2 separate regions of the Mus musculus genome follow, and region 2 is linked to region 1. A link is a contact called in public HiChIP or PLAC-seq data. All regions are on one chromosome and are shown on one strand. The core of a region is the stretch at or near the end of the contact, and the rest is flanking DNA. Distances in the headings are between cores, read along the strand shown.

Evidence for each region. HiChIP or PLAC-seq counts read pairs in DNA pulled down with a chosen protein or histone mark.
Region 2: an H3K27ac HiChIP or PLAC-seq map of microglia shows a contact between it and region 1, with 3 times the contacts expected there. The contact joins two enhancer-like sites. A contact is called at or near these places in 2 of 15 datasets of contacts at CTCF or cohesin (CD8 T cells and large pre-B cells), 1 of 484 Hi-C or Micro-C datasets (nephron progenitors) and 3 of 115 datasets of contacts at active chromatin or transcription factors (CD8 T cells, embryonic stem cells and microglia).

What each region holds. Positions count from the first base shown.
Region 1 is chr10:13,945,089-13,948,071 of GRCm38.p6, forward strand. No RefSeq gene overlaps it. Among named protein-coding and RNA genes, the nearest start is that of Hivep2, 20 kb to the right of the region's middle. Within about 2 kb of position 1,588, at least 46 of the 459 cell types and tissues checked have an H3K27ac peak or open chromatin away from gene starts, as enhancers often do. A contact at or near this core is called in microglia, where this site is marked.
Region 2 is chr10:14,054,406-14,057,388 of GRCm38.p6, forward strand. The region is part of intron 1 of Hivep2 (human immunodeficiency virus type I enhancer binding protein 2); the gene reads left to right. Among named protein-coding and RNA genes, the nearest start is that of Gm51759, 71 kb to the right of the region's middle. Within about 2 kb of position 1,391, at least 115 of the 459 cell types and tissues checked have an H3K27ac peak or open chromatin away from gene starts, as enhancers often do. A contact at or near this core is called in microglia, where this site is marked.

The DNA of each region.
Region 1 (2,983 bases), core at 338-2,837:
CATTTTGTGTATGTGTGTTCGTGTGCATATGTGTAAGGTGCATGAGCATCTATACGTATGTAAGGATACAGGCACTTGCAGAGGCCAGAAGTTGACATCAGAACTTTTTCCTCAGTTGAAATCACTACCTTAGTTTTTGAGACCTAAAGCTTAGTTTTCAGCTGGACTGGCTGGCCATAGGGCCTCAGGATTCTTCCTAGCCCTTTTCCCACTGCTGAGATTACAGGTATGCTCCATGTCTGATTTTGTGAGTGTGAGTGTGAGTGTGTGTGTGTGTGTGTGTGTGTGTGTGTGTGTGTGTATGACTGCAGGGGATCTGAACTCAAGTCCTTCTGCTTCCAGAGCAAGTATGATACCCCCTGAGCCATCTCCCCAGCCCATCTTCATGTATTCATTTTACCCTCTGAACAATCTTCTGGGATCTTATTCTGCCCATAAAAAGGATGAGGAAACAGGTCACCTGGACAGCAGGAATTAAACAACTGTGTCTTCTGAGAGAGCAGCAAGTGCTCTGAATTATGGGCCACCTCTGTTCAGTCCCCGGAAATTACTGTTCTAACCACATACTTTCTTATTGAGGTTTTATCCTCCTACCCAGTAAAGCATCATGTTTTACTTAATAAAAACACAGATTTTAAGGGTGTCAGTTGACCTTCTATCAGATAACTGTTAAATTTATTTACATGTATCCATGTGACCAGAAATAGTATTTGCTAAACAAACAAACAAACAAAAACTGATTAAGGTATCCGAGATCTATAGTTACATATGCATGAAAATGTTAGTGCTCTGTTTAAGTCAAATATATCGCATTTTTATGGGAAAATGTCAAAAAAAAAACAAAGAAAAGAAAGACAGAAAGAAATAAAAATTGGGTTTTTAAGAGGGCAGTATGCAAGAGTAAAGTAAATTTAGAGTTGTTTTATTAACACAGTGATGTGATTTGAGTTTGCATCTTACCATAGAGAAAGGTACCCTTTAGAGATACCCAGAGGCTATTATTTTTGCTCATCTATTCTGATAATACAATGGATGTTCTAAGACAAGCCGGGGGTGGTAACCAAGGGCTTCATTTATCTGAAATTAGAAATGCCCACAATGGGTTGGCAGGGCCGTGGGCAGCACTGTGTTTCCCAGCTCTCTCTAATTAGCCCTAGAAAAATGAGAAGAAAAGCACCCACATTCTGAAAGGCTTGCTACCTGAAGAACTATTTTCCTTTTGTTATATTCAGTGTGTATAATTATGTTTTCACAAAGTCCATGGCTTTGGAATCTTTCCCTCACTGACCTGCCACCTAGTTGTAAGTCCTACCCAGCAGCCTCTGTTTATCCAAGTCTGAAAGGTTGTTTCTGTGAAAAATTTGCTTTAAAATAATTAGTGTGTGTGTGTGTGTGTGTGTGTGTGTGTGTGTGTGTGTGTGTATGTGAGTGATTATCCCCTATGCCTTTCTTTCCCCTCCTTTGAAAGTGGCCTACCCAGTAATTGTGCTTGCCTCTGTCTAAGCTTTTGGTCAGCTCTCAGGCCCTTTGCTCACTCCCCCAACCTCAGCCCAACCGTGCTGGCTCTCGGTTCCTCATGGTGCTGAGCTGTTTCTGTCTTGAGCTTCTGCACTTTCTGTTCCCTTTCTCTGATGGCCTCTCCCTGTCATTCAGTGCTAAGCGCAAAATTGTCAACCCTGTGAACGCCCCTGCTGACGTCCAGTCTTGGTCCCACAACAAGTCTATTGCCTCTTGATGACTTGGTTTGTTCTTACAATTCTTATCATCAGTCTTATTCATTCCCCATGTTTCCTCGTGTACCTTCGTGCCTTTATCTGCCTTGTTCTCGCCTCTATCTCTAGTCACTTAACAATACCTAGCACGAGGGCACTTATAAATAAGGAAGCATATCTCTTTACTCAAAAATCAGTAGATGAAGGTAGGAGTTAGAATACAGATTGGTTTGGGGGTTTATTGACTGGGAAAGGGCATAGGAGGCGGTCTGGAGTGTTAAAAATATCCCTCATTGTCATCAAGGTAATTGTCACATGATATTCTCTCCCTCCCCCTACTGTACGCATATGGAAGGAAAGGTCACACACACATATTCAAAAGTAATTTTTCTTTACCCTTATGGTTTAGCAACGTTTGATATACTATGAACTGTTTTGCCAGTTAGTCAAGTGATAATCTCCCCAGGTAACATTTGAGGGAGCTTTTCATACCAGATGCCCAGGTCAGGAATCTCCAAATACTTTTTCAAGATCCTTGATTGTTGGAAAATAACCATTGTCTTAAAGGACAGATATCAAGAACAAAACCAGCTAGCTGCATACTGGATGCATACTGCTTCTTGTACGTTGGCCTGCTTTGAGTATAGCTCTAACTGTATTAGGTGAGGATTTATTTATCAGAGGGAGCCTCATGCATTTCAGGGGCAGTACCATGGTGAGCAGACAGAGCCCTGAAAAAAAGATAAGAAAGGAGAATAAAATGCAAAGTGCCAGCTGGCCGTGGTAGCATATACCTTTAATCACAGCACTCGGTTAGGAGAGGCAGGTGAATTTCTTTGAGTTCTGGGTTCTAGGCTACCCTGGTCTACACAGTGGACTCCAGGACAGTCAGAGTTATACAGTGAGATCCTGTTTGAAATGAAACAAAAATGCAAAGTGTTTATTTATCACAGGGCATCATTTATCCATCTGCCAGTTGTGATTCTATAGATTCTATAGTCTCACTGAGGAGAAATGACTAGAGAGAAAATAAAATTAGAGGACATTGGCTGGGAATGGATCATATTAATTTGTTGGAATGAAAAGATTTGACATATTCATCGCTATATGCAAGAAAGCCAACTATAAAGAACATACTGAGTAAGTTTTTTTCTTAATTAAAAATATGGCTTTATGAGATATAAAATAAATGACTCTAATGTTGAATTAGTTTGTGAAAATAATCAAGAGCACCCTTACATCTATAGGTTAATTCTTCAAATGCAGTGAAA
Region 2 (2,983 bases), core at 141-2,640, 110 kb after region 1:
TTCTCTCCAGGCCCTTTGTAAAACCAGTGCCTGGAGAAAGCAGAAGCCAACCAGTTGCTTCATTTTGCTGAGCCGCCTGCGCTGTACACTCCCTCCCCGTTTGGCCTACATTCTCTTGTGCATTAGGATCGGGGAGGGGGCACCCATCCTTCCATTGTGTAGAAGAAAGTATTTGGAGGAAAACTCAAGTTTCATCAAGAGGCCATTCCAGGTCCAGATAGCACTCGGTGTGTGTGGCTATCCTCACTTTAGGTCAGCTTGAAATCCAGTCCTGTTAAATTCATCTTTTTTGTGTGAATGGTTTCATCACAGTTGCTGTACATTGCAGCAACTCCAGGAGAGAATTGTTATTGGGGTCCTCAGAATGTCACAGAGATTAAAATAGGAATCAAATTGTATTTCTTCAGCAGTAAAATTTGTTAAGCATTCAGATAATAAAGCCATGTCTTTTCTGGTTTTATAAAAAGTAAAAGCCATCAGTCCTCATTGGTTGGATGTAGCCTGTTCAGACTACGTGAACCCAGTATCTAGTTATAATGCATTAATCTGAGCTAATTTTAAAAATATGAAGCCTTAGCTATGAAGAGTCAGCTGTAGTTAGGGTGGAATTCTTGGAGCTTGGATGTGGAGAGGGTGCAAAGTGCCCTTATGTAACCGTCTTTCCCTTTTGGCATCCATAATAACAAGAAACTCACTTCCCGAGGTCATCTCACGTTGAGCAAAAGAGAAAAAAAAATTAAATACATGAGTAAAAATTCCATTTGGCTTTTTGAATATCTCCAAACTTTACATGGATCTGCAACTTGGATGGTTTTTGAGTCTTGATACTGGCTTGGCTGTCTTTTATGAGGAACAACAAACAAAACATCCTGTTTTTCGAACAGTCAGTACAAGTCCCAGGAGAATAATCACAGAAATAGCGAGGGTTCTTCCTATATCAGTTAGAAGCTTTAAAATTTCCATTACTGTTATGTTTTTCTTCTAAGCCCTCTTCAGGAGTGACTAAAACAAAATCGCTTGTGACCTTGGGACCTGGAGTTCTGCTTAGTGCTGGCTGCCCACTGTCACTGTAATAGTGATCACTATAAATGGTAAATATTTGTCAACTTGTGTTTTCTGTCCTCTTCCCTCTAGCAGCTTCATGTTTTGTAGGCTTACCACAACTTCTTTAAATGCTTGCTTATGTCAACATCAGTGAAAGTGGAAGAGAAAAGAGATTTTGAAAGGATCGTAATACAGCTTTAGGATTGATGCAGGGGCCAGGACGGTGATTCAGAGGCTGAAAATAGCTCTTCATTTTATGCAATCAAGTAAAACACTGTACCTTGGCATCCCCACACCGGATTAGCAAGGAGTTGGAAGTTATTCCTCCCTCAGCATGCCATTAGGGATGACAGGCGGAGCTATGATAAACTGCTTGTTTAATGGAGCTTATGCTGCTGGCCTCACAGCCGTGATGTACAGGCCCGATTAGCGCTGAGTGACCTCAACTCGCATACATTTCCTCTCGAAAGAGACCTGACAGGCCCTCTCTGTTCTAATGAGCCTCTCACAGGGGATCCACCCACTTTAAGGTTGCAAGAGTCTCTGCTGTTTGTTCTGTCTGAAAGGATCTTGAAGGGTGGCAGCCTTCATCCTTCACATACCAAGACCATGGAAAGGAAGTTTTTTTTTTTCTTTCTTTCTTTCATAGGTTTGTAGTGCATGCATGTTATGTGTGTATGAGTTAGAGGTCAACAGTAGGTGTTTTTCTCAGCCACTCTCCACCCTATTTTTTGAGTCAGGGTCTCACTCTGAACCCAGAGATCAACCATGAGACAAAACCAGCTAGCCAGAAGACAGAAGGCCACCCAGCAATGGGTGTCTGCCGTTATATGTGTGGAGCGCCTGGGGTTGGGTCTCAGATCTTCAAGTTTGTACTGAAAGCCCTTTTCCAGCCCAGATTGATCTGTTCACAGAACCCTAGTACTGGACAGGGGTCTGTTTCCGGTTCAGTCTCCTGTTTGCTTACCTTTAAAACTGTGAGCCGAAGTTGAGTCCCCAGCTAATTCTGTTTCTGTTGAGTAGGTCCTTCTCAAGCAGGAGCCTGTGTCATGCTTGTGAGCCAGAGTTCGAAGCCTCACCTTAAACCCTTGTTACCTAAAAGGGGACCTGCGAGCTGTGCCCTGCCAGATCATACAGCTGTCAGGTTATAATTAACATTCGAGGTGACTCTTAATTAAACAGAATTGGTGGGAAATATCTGGGAGGCTGTAGCAGCGCTACCGTGATGTTTGCATTTAAATGTTTGAGATTATTCCCCTCACTTAAAGCCCATGTTCAGATGGAGGAGGAGGGCGCCACATCTCACTTAGCTCTATTGTTTTGGACACTGGCTGCAGGCTATAGGGACCAGAGTGCTTTCAGCTTGCATTGTGGTGTCTGTCTTTCAAACAGAGAAGTTGGAGAATGTATATTCTTTTCCTTTTTTATTTCTTCAAAGAGATTAAATCACGGCTCTGACAGGAGAGGGCAGGATCTCTGAGAAGACCTCCCCAGTGCTTGGAATTCATAGATTCTACCAGGTCCCTTCCCTATTGTCCCAGGCAGTGCACTCCCCAAGAGGCTCCCAGCATCTTTGGCTGCAGGCCAGCCTCCCAGGGCCTCTGGCTTTGATGTGCAGTGCAGGCTGTCCTCTGGCCAGGTTGTTGTTGCTGTGGCCTGGGCTTCACTCACAGTGAGTGCCAGGAGGGATGTCCTGTCTGCAGTATACATTTCCATAGCCCTAGTCCTGAGGCCGAGACTCTGCCTTTGACCCACAAGGGGCTGTCCTTGACTGCTAGGCTTAGCTGTGCTTTCTTCTGGTGTCTGCTGGAGGCAGGTTTGTACCCCGCCTGTCACTTGGGAGGAAGATCCACCCCTCTGCGTGGAGGAAGACAACAAACAGCTCCTTGCCAGGTCTATTGTTAGTCAGAAGGGTTTTCTAGGCCTGGTTCAGGGAAAC